Linked DNA regions of Mus musculus: regions 1 and 3 are each linked to region 2. Evidence: chromatin contacts called from public Hi-C and HiChIP or PLAC-seq data. All regions are on one chromosome and are shown on one strand. The core of a region is the stretch at or near the end of the contact, and the rest is flanking DNA. Distances in the headings are between cores, read along the strand shown.

Evidence for each region. A called contact is a pair of places that touch in the nucleus more often than the background predicts. HiChIP or PLAC-seq counts read pairs in DNA pulled down with a chosen protein or histone mark.
Region 1: a contact with region 2 is called in an H3K27ac HiChIP or PLAC-seq map of epiblast stem cells. The contact joins the enhancer-like site here to the promoter of Mbtps2 in region 2. A contact is called at or near these places in 2 of 39 promoter capture datasets (macrophages and pre-B cells), 2 of 484 Hi-C or Micro-C datasets (the HPC-7 cell line and embryonic fibroblasts), 5 of 115 datasets of contacts at active chromatin or transcription factors (embryonic stem cells, epiblast stem cells, extraembryonic endoderm stem cells and 1 more) and 3 of 9 other capture datasets (adipose tissue, liver and pancreatic islet).
Region 3: a contact with region 2 is called in a Hi-C map of muscle stem cells, with 2.1 times the contacts expected there. The contact joins the enhancer-like site here to the promoter of Mbtps2 in region 2. A contact is called at or near these places in 13 of 39 promoter capture datasets (the 3T3-L1 cell line, 3T3-L1-derived adipocytes, the C10 cell line and 8 more), 1 of 15 datasets of contacts at CTCF or cohesin (embryonic stem cells), 25 of 484 Hi-C or Micro-C datasets (the Ba/F3 cell line, the HL-1 cell line, LSK cells and 17 more) and 8 of 115 datasets of contacts at active chromatin or transcription factors (the HPC-7 cell line, astrocytes, embryonic stem cells and 3 more).

What each region holds. Positions count from the first base shown.
Region 1 is chrX:157,544,135-157,548,686 of GRCm38.p6, forward strand. It overlaps Mbtps2 (membrane-bound transcription factor peptidase, site 2), which reads right to left. Exons shown (of 11, transcript NM_172307.3): 11 at 3,688-4,552. Among named protein-coding and RNA genes, the nearest start is that of Yy2, 23 kb to the right of the region's middle. Within about 2 kb of position 3,132, at least 28 of the 459 cell types and tissues checked have an H3K27ac peak or open chromatin away from gene starts, as enhancers often do. A contact at or near this core is called in epiblast stem cells and trophoblast stem cells, where this site is marked.
Region 2 is chrX:157,597,255-157,601,471 of GRCm38.p6, forward strand. It overlaps Mbtps2 (membrane-bound transcription factor peptidase, site 2), which reads right to left and starts at 1,461. Exons shown (of 11, transcript NM_172307.3): 1 at 1,242-1,461. The coding sequence starts at 1,316.
Region 3 is chrX:157,646,584-157,650,695 of GRCm38.p6, forward strand. No RefSeq gene overlaps it. Among named protein-coding and RNA genes, the nearest start is that of Mbtps2, 50 kb to the left of the region's middle. Within about 2 kb of position 1,843, at least 1 of the 459 cell types and tissues checked has an H3K27ac peak or open chromatin away from gene starts, as enhancers often do. A contact at or near this core is called in muscle stem cells, where this site is marked.

The DNA.
Region 1 (4,552 bases), core at 1,882-4,381, 51 kb before region 2:
CTGAGGCAGAAGGACTACCTTAAGTCTAGACAAGCTGGGCTACGTAAGAGATAGTCTCCAAGTGAAACAGAACCAAACCAAACTAAAACACAACCAAACAAAAACTCCAATCTAATATTACAAGAGTGCTAGAAGTTGGGGCTGGAGAGATGGCTCAGTGGGTAAGAGCACTGACTGATCTTCCGAAGGTCCTGCATTCAATTCTCAGCAACCACATGGTGGCTCACAACCACCCGGAATGAGATCTGACGCCCTCTTCTGCTGTATTTGAAGACAGCTACAGTGTACTTATGTGTAATAATAAATAAAGCTTTGGGCCAGAGGGAGCAGGGACTGAGCGAAGTGGGGCCAACCAGAGCGAGCGGGGTTGACTGGAGCGAGCAGAGGTCCTAAAAATTCAATTTCCAACAACCACATGAAGGCTTATAACCATCTGTACAGCTACAGTGCACTCATATACATAAAATAGATAAATACTTTAAAAAAAAGAGTGCTAGAAGTTCAATGCAACTACCTCTTCCATATATATGCATGTACCCGTACACACACACACACACACATTTAAGAAACCGTCCAATGCTAGGGCTGTATGTAGTTCAGTGGATCTCTCTCTCTCTCTCTCTCTCTCTTTTCTCTCTTCTCTCTCTCTCACACACAGACACACATGCACTAATCACACCCTAGTTCCCTGAATGTTCTCCTACTGATTCTGTGTTCTCCTGACGTGTTCTTTATCTAGACTTATTCCTCTCCAGTCTCTGGAGCCCGATTTGTCTGTGAACTGCTGATATTTCCTAGAGGTGGAAGTGAGGCTGTGTTATTGAGAAGGAACTAGAAAGTCTTCAAGTTTTGAATGCTCGTGGATGACAGAGCTAATCTAACATTTGGACTCAAAATATGTCATTTTACTGTCCTCTTTTTTATACCTTAATATTTAGAATTACAAACCATTCCAAATTAAAATTGTATGCCAATCCAATATGAACTATAATTCAATTCAATAGGAATTATGTATTATTCTCCAAAGCACTTGCTGACAAGCATGAGAACCCAAGTTAAAACCCCAGCCCTTGAGCTGGGTGTGGCAGCACACGCCTTTAATCCCATCACTCAGAGGCAGAGGCAGGCAGAGGCCAGCCTGGTCTACAGAATGAGTTCCAGGACAGCCAGGGCTATACAGAGAAACCCTGTCTCGAAAAACCAAAAAAAAAAAAAAAAAAAAAAAAAAGAAGGCGTTAGATCTTATTACGAATGGTTATGAGCCACCATGTGGTTGCTGGGATTTGAACTCAGGACCTTCAGAAGAGCAGTGAGTGCTCTTACCCGCTGAGTCATCTCTCTAGCCCAGGAACACTATTCTTATAGAAAATAAAGATAAGTATTCAGTCAAAACATATATATAATCATTTTATTATATTACTGGATCAAAAAAAAAAAACAGTTGCCATCTATGCAAATAAGAAATACTTTCTCCAAATGAGAGGTAAGACATTACTAATATTTATTCTCTCCAGAAAACTAACTTTATACATTTTATGGATGACACACTTTTTTCATATTTATTAGTTCTCTGCACATTTCATACAATGCAGTCTGATCATATTGACCCTCTTCCTTCCCTTCTAACCCACCCCTATTTTCTAACCACCCAATTTTGTGTCTTCTCTTTCAAATATAGAGAGTACAACTTGTGCTGCCCATATACACTGGGTCCCACCTTTGTTTCTCATGTTTCATGATTTAAGTATTCAGTATCTTCAGTAATAGGATGTGGCCTTCTACTGGAGTGTAGATGGCCTACCAGGGCCACATCCTTAAGGAAAACTGACTCTCTTCTCTAAACTGATAGCAACTGCCAATAAGTCCTTAGCTGAGGGATGGGACTTTGTGCCTACCTCCCCTTTCCATGCTGGGATTTTGCCTGGCTTGAGACTGTGTAGGTCATCTCTATGTTGTCACAACTGTTGTGGAGTCACATGTGCAACTTTATGTGTCTGGGAAACCGATTCCTTGTAAACAGGGTTCACAGCTAGGTAAGGTGGATACTTACTTTTTCCTCCTATGGTGGCAGCATATAGCACTATGAAATCCCAGTCTGTGGGGAATGAAACTTCCAGGTACATACCAGCTTTATTTTTTCATGTACCATGATTCAAGTATTCAGTATCTTCAGTAACAGGGTCTTATTTTCAAGTTCTGGGGTGCAATCAAGTGTTGGCAATAGCCTGTAATTTTGGGAGAGGTGCCTATGGGACCTCACTGGCAAACCACTCCAAAAGTGGTAATCCCGTTTATGGCATTGAACTTTTTATTTGTTAGCCTACGGTGTCTAGTAGGGGCACTCTGTCCCATTATAGCATAACTGACTGCAACTGTTTCTATAGATATGTATGTATATATTTTAGGAAGTGTCTAGATTCCCATATGACTTCTTCAAAATGCCTTTATGTTTTCTACCTTTCCCATGTTCCCTTCTCTACTTTGCCCTCTCAGGCTCCCCTCCTTTTAACCCTTCCTGTTTCACTATTTCACTTTGACCCTCTAAGCTCAACTGGAAAACCTTGCCTCAATTAATAACATAGAGGACCATCAAGATTGACTTCTGACATCAATCTCAGTCCATCATATTCATGAGTACACATGTGCATACATATCTGCACATATATGAGCCCCAATACTTAATTGAATGTGTGTGTGTGTATTTATATATACTTAAAAAATGAAAACGAGAAAAGATGTGTTTAAACAAAATACACTGACAGGTTAACACATTTTAAAATGTTGATTTTTTTTTTCTAATCAAAAATATAAATTAAAGATGCCATTTTGAAAATCTACCTAACATAAAAATTCAGTTCATAAACTTAACAGTGTGTATACATAAAACTCTGGTAAGACTTCAAGACACCAGGGCATGGGGAGGGGAGTTGAGAGGGTAGTAGAGACAGAGAAAGGTGGAGGGGGAGGAGTACAGACCAGCAAAGAGCACGAGGAGAGAGGGGGGAGGGGATAGGGAGAGAGGGGGAAGGGAGGAGAGGACAGAGGAAAAGCTGGAAGGCAAGAGAACAAGGTGAGAGGGGAGGGGACTGAGCAGCCTCTTTTGTAGTGAGTCAGGCACACTTGGCTGTTGCCAGGTAACTGGGGCAAAGCTTAGATAAATGCTAACAAGGACTTTGTAGGTTAGAGCGGTTTCTATGGAAGCACAAGAATCTGACCTTAGACCCTGGCTCCTAAGCTCAGCTCCAGACTGAGTAAGAGACCTTGTCTTCAGGGAATAAGGTGAAGAGCCATACAGAGGGAAATCCAATGTCTTCCTCTGGCCGCTACACTCACATGTACCCTCCTTCCACATACATACATTTGTAATACTATGATGTAAATATATTAATAAAATAATATTAACACCAGACAGTATGACACACGCACACACCACTAAGGAAATGTGGCAGTCCTCTTTCCTTAAAGCTAACATTTCCAAAATTATAAACAAAGGCACCTCACTTAACAGATTTTTTTCTGAGACAACTGTCATATACAACTGTCATATACCAATATGGAAATTGAAGATCATGTTTAGAGTCAAGATCTTATTCTATGTAAGTGGGACATTTCTACAGAAAAAAAAGGACACTGACAAGACAATAGCTTTTGTCTAAGGTCAAATGTAAAAAATATGATACAGAAGATGATAAACGTAAAATGCTGGTTTATTACATTTGTTCTTTTATTGCTAAACATCACATTCTGACAATTATAAAATCAAATTAAAGCCTTAAAATGAATTACAGCTCAATTAAAGGAGTTATTGGAACAAATCTGTGTGCCACCAGTATGTGGATGTTCAATAAATACCAAGGACACAATGACAGAAAGCTACATCACTAGGAAGCGTATGCTTACAATCTGCTGTTCGCACAGACAATGACCTAGAAGTATTTATCAAAGTCAAGTTTAACTGTATGTCTCTTCAAACTGAGATGCTAAAAATAATATGTACATGTCTCACACTTATGGATGATTAAAATAAAAACCTTAAGAATGTAAACAATGCAGAATAGGAACACTGAGAATAAAATTTCACTGCTGAACAAAGAGACAACACAAAAAGATACTTCTTCAAATCACCAACATAATTCATTTTTCCAATATAACTCATTTTTCTAAATGCTCTACAGAAACCAAAATGAATTTTTCCATAAAGATGATAATACACCAGGGACATAAGACATTCCAAGCTTTACTATGTCAACATATATTTACAGTAACTATTCGACAATCCTTTTTACAGCTTAAATAGAAGCATGCTTTTCTAGCCATAAATAACACTAATCACCATCATTCATTCAAGCACATTAAGCAATTCTGATAGCGCATGCACTACACAGGGAAGCCAGGAGCCCACAGGGAAGCGGAAGAGACAATAAGTAACATCTCCTTTCTTTAGTAATGAGGCCATTTGCATACAAATCTGGACTCCAGGAGAGAAGCACCCAAACCCGACCCTAAAGATTAGCTGGCAGAGGTGTTCAGCAGCTAATAAGAAATAAGGTTT
Region 2 (4,217 bases), core at 211-2,710:
CAGACTGTGATTTTACAGGGCAGAGGTGACACCTGAGAGTCTGCCATTCTAACAAGGGCCCAGATCATCCAAGTGTTGTTGGTCCTTGGACCTCCGATACAGTATATTATCTGGACGCATAATATAATCCTCTCCATAAGTTCAGGTGATCCTTTCAGTTGCTTTCCCAATTTAAAGACAAGAAATGGAGGCACAAGTAACGATCTGCCTAAGGTCACAGAGGTTAGAAAGTGGCAGAGCCTAGCTCTCTTAAGCTCGCTCTTCATAGCCTGGCATACCAACGTTTAAATATGACAAAGAAGCACAGGTGCCATTTGATTTTATTGTTTCCTAAGACGAAGTGTCACGAGGTTATTTTGTTTAAAAGAACACAAACATGAAGGTTTTACTATTTATGATTGTGATTTCCAAACCCTTGGGAATTTCTAAGCTCGTATTCCCCACCCCCACTCCATTCCAAGGATGTCTGAAACACGTGCTCAGACAAACTCTTGAAATTTCTTCTTACGATTCCAGCACCCACAACACTCAAAAAAAAAAAAAGCACTGTGTGCTCAGAGTGTGTGTGGTCACTGTGAAAAAGGGAGTGTAGGGTGTAAATAGAATTTGAATAACAGAAAATGTGGCTATGTAAATTCTTGCTACTTTAAAGCACCGCCTGTGGGTCAGCACTGTCCGTCCGTGGGCCAGAGAAACTGGCTGGAAATACACAATCTTAGCTTTCCTCCCAGATCTGACGAAATCAGAATCTAAATTTAAACTAGAACCACCGATGCTCCTGTGTACTTTCGAGTTTGACGCCAGTGATTTAAGTCACAATCTGATTTCGGTTTATCACAACACTAGCAGCGTCTCACGGGTCCTAACCTTAGCACAAAGAAGAACCACAAAGCATTTTCTTAAGCGGAAGTTTTCGTTTCTTTTCCTCCTTCGAGCCGTGCCTCCCAAGCCCGCCAGACTCCTCCCGGGAAGGAGCCCAAAAGCCGCAGGGACCCGGCGGCGCCCGCAATGCGGTGGCCGCCACACCCCTCCCCTCCCGCAGCCTGCCTGCCCTACTTTCTTTACTCGGTCGGACGGATGCGCCACGCGGGAGAGCGCACGCAGACGCGGCGGGCGCTCGGAGCGGCTCCCGGCCCGGCGCGGAGACTCCGAAGGGGAAGAGAAAAGGCCTTGGGCGACACAGGACCATGCGCACCAGCCCTGGACTCCGCCGGCTGGGGCCTGAGGCCTGAGGCCCTCACCTTCAACACCAAGTCGGCCAGGTAGACGGCAGTCCAACCACCCACCACCACCACCAGCAGCGACACCGGAATCATCGTAGCGACGGATGGACGGCGGGCCCCGGCGGCCTGCTTCTGCGAGCCCCAGTCAGCCGTGCGCCCGCCCGGAGCCTTCCAGCTCCAGCATCCGCGCAGGAACTAAAGTGCTACCGGGTTCTTTGCTCCGGTGGCAACATTTCCCTCCGGACCCTTCCGGTGAGGACACTCAGCCGTTTTTTTTTTTTTTTTTTTTTTTTTGTTTTGTTTTGTTTTTTTTTTTTTTTTGGTGCATATGCCGGAAAAAGCGCGCGGGCTTCTTTTCCTGGGACGCTCGGGCTCCGGAATGCTCGAAGCTCGGGTCGTCCGTCCGGCAGCGTGCTTGTGACTCATGAGGCTTGACCCTCTCTGCGCTCTGCCCTTCCTTCTCACTGATTTCCATCTCCGGTTTGTTGTGCTTTTCATATAGCCGGAGTTTGGGATTGTCAGAAGTACATACCCACATTTAAATTAATCACGTCTCGTTCTAACGTCTTTATGCACGGCAATATCGTAATGGAGGCCTCATTTGTTCATTTCGGTGTTTTGAAAACTAAATATCTGTCTATATCTTAATCGAAATACGTAGCATTTCTTTTCTTTCTATTTTTTTTAAAGATTTATTTATTTATTATATGTGAGAACACTACAGCTGTCTTCAGACACTCTGGAGGAGGGAGTCAGATCTCATTACAGATGGTTGTGAGCCACCATGCAGTTGCTGGGATTTGAACTCAGGACCTTCAGAAGAGTAATTGGTGCTCTTAATCGCTGAGCCATCTCACCAGCCCCATACGTAGCATTTCTATCCAGAGAATTTCTTTCTAGTTTCCCTTCCTACGTATTTCTGTCCCCTGCCCCGTTCTGATTTATTAATTAATTTATTTATTTTTAATGTTGAATTCTGCGTAAATAGAACCACACTGTTAAAATCTGGATTATTTCGCGCGACATTTTGTTTTGTAAGATTTGTCTATATAACTGGTCTTTATTTTAAGACAGGGTCTCACTATGCAATCCAAGCCTGGCATTCACTATACAGAGTAGGCTGGCCTTGAACTCTCAGAGTTAACCTGCACTTAAGAGTTGTGCATCAAAAATACCTGGCTGTTGATTAAAAAAAAAAAACAAAAACTTTCATCTAAGACTTGAGGAGCCGGGCGTAGTGGCGCACGCCTTTAATTCCAGCACTCGGGAGGCAGTGGCAGGCAGATTTCTGAGTTCGAGGCCAGCCTGGTCTACAAAGTGAGTTCCAGGACAGCCAGATCTATACCGAGAAACCCTGTCTCGGAAAAAAAAAAAAAAAAAAAAAAAAAAGACTTGAGGTTTGGGCTATTGCTACATATTGGAGTTCTAGACCTGGAAAAATGGCTCAACACGTAAAGGCACTTGCTGCCTAACCTGACTACCTGAGTCAGTCCCAGGGGGACAACATGATGAGAGAAACAGCCCTTGCAGGTTTTCCGTTGATCTACTGGCCTATAAAATAGGTTAGATGAAACTTTTAAAAATTGGAGCACTGACCATCTGTCTAGTGAACTAAAGTGTAGTTCTCAGCCTTGGTTGCACAGTACCTTCACCAGGGGCCTTTAAAGTCCCCCTGGTTTCTGGAGCCTGGACCAATTAAATGAGAAGCTCTGTGAAACAGACCCAAGGCTGTATCATTTTAAACGCAGTCCCATCTCTGTGTCCCCAAGTACAGATCCACCTAAGGACCCAGGACTTTGATACTCTGAGCTACACCCTCTAGCCATACGGCATTCTCTCTTTTTAAAAACAAAGTCTGTAACCCAGACTGGACTTAAAGCTCTACATAGCAGAGGAAACTTGTCCTCTTTTCTCCAATTCCTGAGTGCTAGGATTGATTACAGGTGTACACCTGTACCATGAAGCCGGGATTCACATAATCTATTAGCTATCCATAGGCTCTTGAAAAAGAGTGGTTTTGGTTTTGTAGCTAAAGTCGCCTTCAAGTTTCTGTAAAGCAACGTAGAAAATTGTTCTAGTATACAAGCCATAGGCGTTGTCTACAGTGAAGCTAGTTGGAAACTTATCCTTGATTCTCAAGAATAGGTGAACTTGGAGGCCTTATTTACGTATAGTCCTGCTAACAATTTCTCTTTTTTGGTTATATAGCCTGACTTTTTACTTGGTTCACTCAAATGGAACTACTAATCTGTAAACACCTTGATCTTGTGGCATAATGGGGTATTGTATTCTATGCCAAAGCTGTTGAGCAAGCACTGGAGTTAGAAAAAAAAGGGGGGGGCACATCGTCCGTTCAGTGACAGGCGCAGGGCACAGAGTTTTCCTTACGTTTTAATTACTTGGTAATATGTCTCTGGCTTCAGAAGTGACTCTGTTTTACCTCTGTTTGTATACATGTGTTTATGTGTTTTTATAAATGACTTGGATTTTTTTAATGTAGGTGAATATGCTATAAATGTTTACATTCAAGTACCCTGTGAATTCATAACTTTTTATATTTTCTTGGTGTTGTGTTAACCTTTGAGAATTTCTGAGGTGTGAATGCTAGCTAGATACTTACAAAATCTACTACTTGGAAGCTTATTTTTATTTTATACTTTAAATTTTAAATTTTAATTTATGGTAGTAAATTTTAAATAGTTAAATCTTTTAATCCCTCTAACAAAAAAAATGACAGGGATTTGGCCAAAATGAAAAGTTAAAATTATACTTACTGCTCAAAATTTCAAAAATTAAACACGGTTGAAATTTTATCTCCCTACTATTTTCCAAATGTTCTTTTGTATAAATGTGTTAGAATTTGTACTTCTGAATTTCTAAGTTTATTGGTACACTTTATTTTTTGATTTGACCTTTGTTTGCTTTCTGTAATGGCTCTGTAGTTTTAACCTTGTTCCTTCCTGGGAGGAGGCCATTAACTTAACAATGGAAATA
Region 3 (4,112 bases), core at 593-3,092, 50 kb after region 2:
CCATGTGTGATCTTGCCTGGCCAAGAACACCCCAAGTAGAGAGTCCACTTTTACCACAAATATTTGGATTAGACACTCTATTTAGGATTTTATTATAACATAGCAAGTCCCTGGTCAGACAGAGTAGTCCTTACAGCTTAATGGATGCCACCATGAACTATGTTCACAGATTTGGGTAAAGGCTGCAGACCCAGGGAGATCACTGAAAAAAAAGGACAGTGTCCCCAACTTAATCCGGCCCCACTTAATCTATATGCTTCCTATTGCCTCTATGAGCAGAAAATTACTTTTGGCTATGTGCTGTAACCTTCAGAGCTTGGGTCTGGAACCCTGATAGGAGTAGTGAGGGGGTGAAGACATGACAGACACGGGTACAAAAAAATCTGGGGTCAGGTGCATGATGAATGCTCTGATGGAGTTGCACCTACTTCCTCTACATCCTGTGACCTCAGCAGTATTTATTATATACATCAGGAGAGGCAGGAGATAAGAGGTGGGAATATTGTTGGTGCCTCTCAATAGGAGGTCTTTGTAGGTGAGAAGTTTTAGGTCCTAAACATCCAGGAGGAGGAAGCTACGGTTGCTAGGGTTTTTTTCCCCACATGTTAATTAATCGTTTGTAAATAAGTTAATTAATCGTTTGTAAATAATTTTACCTGGAGAAGGAGAAGGAGAAGGAGAAGGAGAAGGAGGAGGAGAGGAGGAGAGGAGGAGAGGAGGAGAGGAGGAGAGGAGGAGAGGAGGAGAGGAGGAGAGGAGGAGAGGAGGAGAGGAGGAGAGAAGGGGAGGAGAGGAGGAGGAGAGGAGGAGGAGGAGGAAGAGGAGGAGGAGGAGGAGGAAGAGGAGGAGAGGAGGGGAGGAGAGGAGAGGAGGAGGAGGAGGAGGACAGGAGGAGAGGAGAGGAGGAGAGGAGGGGAGGAGAGGAGAGGAGGAGGAGGAGAGGAGAGGAGGAGGAGGAGAGGAGGAGGAGGAGGAGAGGAGGAGAGGAGGGGAGGAGGAGGAGGAGGAGGAGGAGAGGAGGAGGAGGAGGAGGAGGAGGAGGAGAGAAAGAGGAGGAGGAAGAGGAAGAATGCTGCAGCTTTGTTAGTCCTGAGCCTGACCCATATGGGGGATGGGTCTTGGCACTTTCCCATGGACCTGAGGCCTTGGGTTTTGTCGTAGCCATGCCCGTGTGTGTCAACAGTACATATTCACTCACAGCTTCACTCAGCTTGGGATTCTTCATCTCCTTACAGTTATGTCTGTAAAACTTACTTCGACAAGAGAAAGTCTAGTGACGAAGAGACTAGATTGCAGAGCCAGGGTGCCTAGCTTCAAAGTCTGTCTCTGCCACTTAATTAGTTGTAACCTTGAACTCCTCCCTTAATTTCCCTATACTTCATTTGGTAAACAAAGAACATAAAACTTATTTCTGGCTCATAGCAAATACCACTTAGATATTAGCGGCAACCATGGGCCATGGTTGCAGTTATTAAGACTTAGAGTTCTGTCCATGAGGATAGGGCTCATCTAGTTTTATCGAGACACTCAGTTGTCAGGAAAACTAGAAAGCCTACCACAGAAACTACTCTGCACTAGGAAAATTATATATATCTTACTTGCACTTGTGGGTAGTTATACGACACAATTGTCTTTGAGGGAATATCAGGAGAACTTTCCTGAGAAACACTTCTCCCTACGTATTAGTTACTTTTCTAACTACAGAATACCCGGCAGAAATGACTTAGGGGAAAAATGTTTATCTTGGTTCAGTTTCAGAGTGATTGCAATTTGTCATGGAGCAGAAGACATGCTGATGAGAGTATAAGGGGATAATCTCTTTACATGGCACAGATAAGGGGACAAAAGCCTGACAAGATTCTTGGAAGAGAGTCCACAATGACTCATCCCCAGTGACCTACTTCTTCTGCTAGGGTCCAATAATTTGGGAATAATCCAGTATGAAAATCAAGTTTGAGCCAACAAAAGTTTCTTTATTCAGAAAACTCATACACCAGGCAGAAGGCTGGGTTCAGGATCCAAACCATGTCAGCTGGAAGGGGGTGGGCAGGACAGAGAAAACTTTTAAAGCAAAACCCAACAAGGTTTTGTTTTGTGGGGTAGGAGCAAGGGTAGAGGCAACCAACCGGGTACATGCATATGTTGTATGTTTCCAACCATTTTCACACCTGGCACCTTAGGTGAGTTATTATCCATCAAGTACCTCAGATGGCTTCCCTAATAACTTGGCCTGAATGGGGACCAGCCAATCAGAGCCTATTTGACAACTGCTAGGCTTCAGTCTGGACTGGATGCAGACAAAGCATAGGGTAAGATATTGTGGTGTAAGTTCATACAGGCACCTGGGGCCAGAAGCCATTTCTGGAAATTCAGTTGTTTCTTATTATTTAGCTTACTACAAAATGGCAACCCAGATACAAGATGGAGTCCCAGGAGCTAAGGAGGCCCTCAATACTTCCAGATAGGCTCCATCTATTAAATGGTCTAAAGCCTCCTAAACAGAATCATCAGCTGAGTATTCAAACACATAAGCCTGTGGGAGATATTTCAGATTCAAACTGTGCTACCCTGTTTTCTGCACTTGGGGACACTAGGTGAGGAAATGATGCTAATAGCCATGGCAGCTGTTTCATTATTAGGCACACACCCAAGAACAAAAAAAGGCTATTCTCGGGACACAGTCCAGGAAAGGAGTCGTGAGAATCCTGAGTGCTTGAGAGAGAACTCCAAGGAAATAAGTCTTGTGATCTCAGCTTCTTCAAAAAGAGGGATTATTCTTGGAATGTGTTTTTCTATTTCTCCCAGGTGAGCAGATAGAAGTGAGTTTATTTCAGATCTTGTATTCATATGGCTCTATGGAAAAACATGTTTTTGCCATATGTGGCTTGTCCTTGATTGACATGCCTTGCTTGAATACCTTGCTCACGTACACGTGACGCTTCTTAACCTGCTGAGTCTAAATTGCCTGATGCTCTGCATAGGCTTGGCTACTGTATTGAGGCTTTAGTCCACCCAGTGTTAGGCCCTGCTCTCTCCGGTTCATGCCACCCACTAGAGTAGCAAATGGACTCTCCTGAAGAATAATAGATGGCACCAAAGAATGACACCCAAGGTTGACACCCATGGTCTCCACATGCATACACATGAACACACACACACACAAAGAGAGAGAGAGAGACAGACAGACAATCTGAGAGACAACATAGAAAGACAGACAGAGAGACAGACACAGAGACAGAAAGAGAACCTTAAGTGAAAGGTGGCTCTTGCCTATGATGCTTGATTTTAGGAGGGTGAGGAGAGAGAACTGTTGCAAGTATGTTGCTAGCCTTAGTCATAATACCAGTTCCAGGCCAATAAAGGGTACATAAAGAGACACTCTCTGAAAAAGCGAATAAAATAATATCCTATCTCTGCTTCTCCCTGGAGTTAATACATGCTTTAAACTATTGTTCGTTGTTTCTCTGCTATTGCCAGAAGCATTCCCAAAAGATCCCCAAAGGCTTAACCTGATAGCTAGTTTCTACACTGAAATCGCTTTCTTTCTTTCTTTCTTTCTTTCTTTCTTTCTTTCTTTCTTTCTTTCTTTCTTTTTTGTTTTTGGTATTTCAAATACTACTTCTGTGAGTGGGATTTATTTTAAGAAATGAATGACAGCTGATACAAAATGTTTGCCTCTAAGAAGTATGTCACACTTATAAGGGAGAAGGTAATTAATATTGAACATTTTTCTTGTTCAATGGTTCTAATTTTTATAAGGGTTTTATAATTCTCATAGTCACTAAGCAGGCTTTTTTGAAAGGTAGGCTTCAGCCAGGCAGTGGTAGCACACACCTTTAATCCCAGCACTTGGGAGGCAGAGGCAGGTGGATCTCTGAATTCCAGGCCAGCCTGGTCTACAGAGTGAGTTCCAGGACAGCCAGGGCTACATAGAGAAACCCTGTCTCGAAAAACCAAAAAAAGAAAGAAAGAAAGAAAGAAAGAAAGAAAGAAAGAAAGAAAGAAAGAAAGAAAGAAAGAGAGAGAGAAAAAGAGAAAAAGAGAAAAAGAGAAAAAGGTAGGCTTCATGGCCCCTTTGACTTTGTGCTTTTACATGACACGACAAATTATTT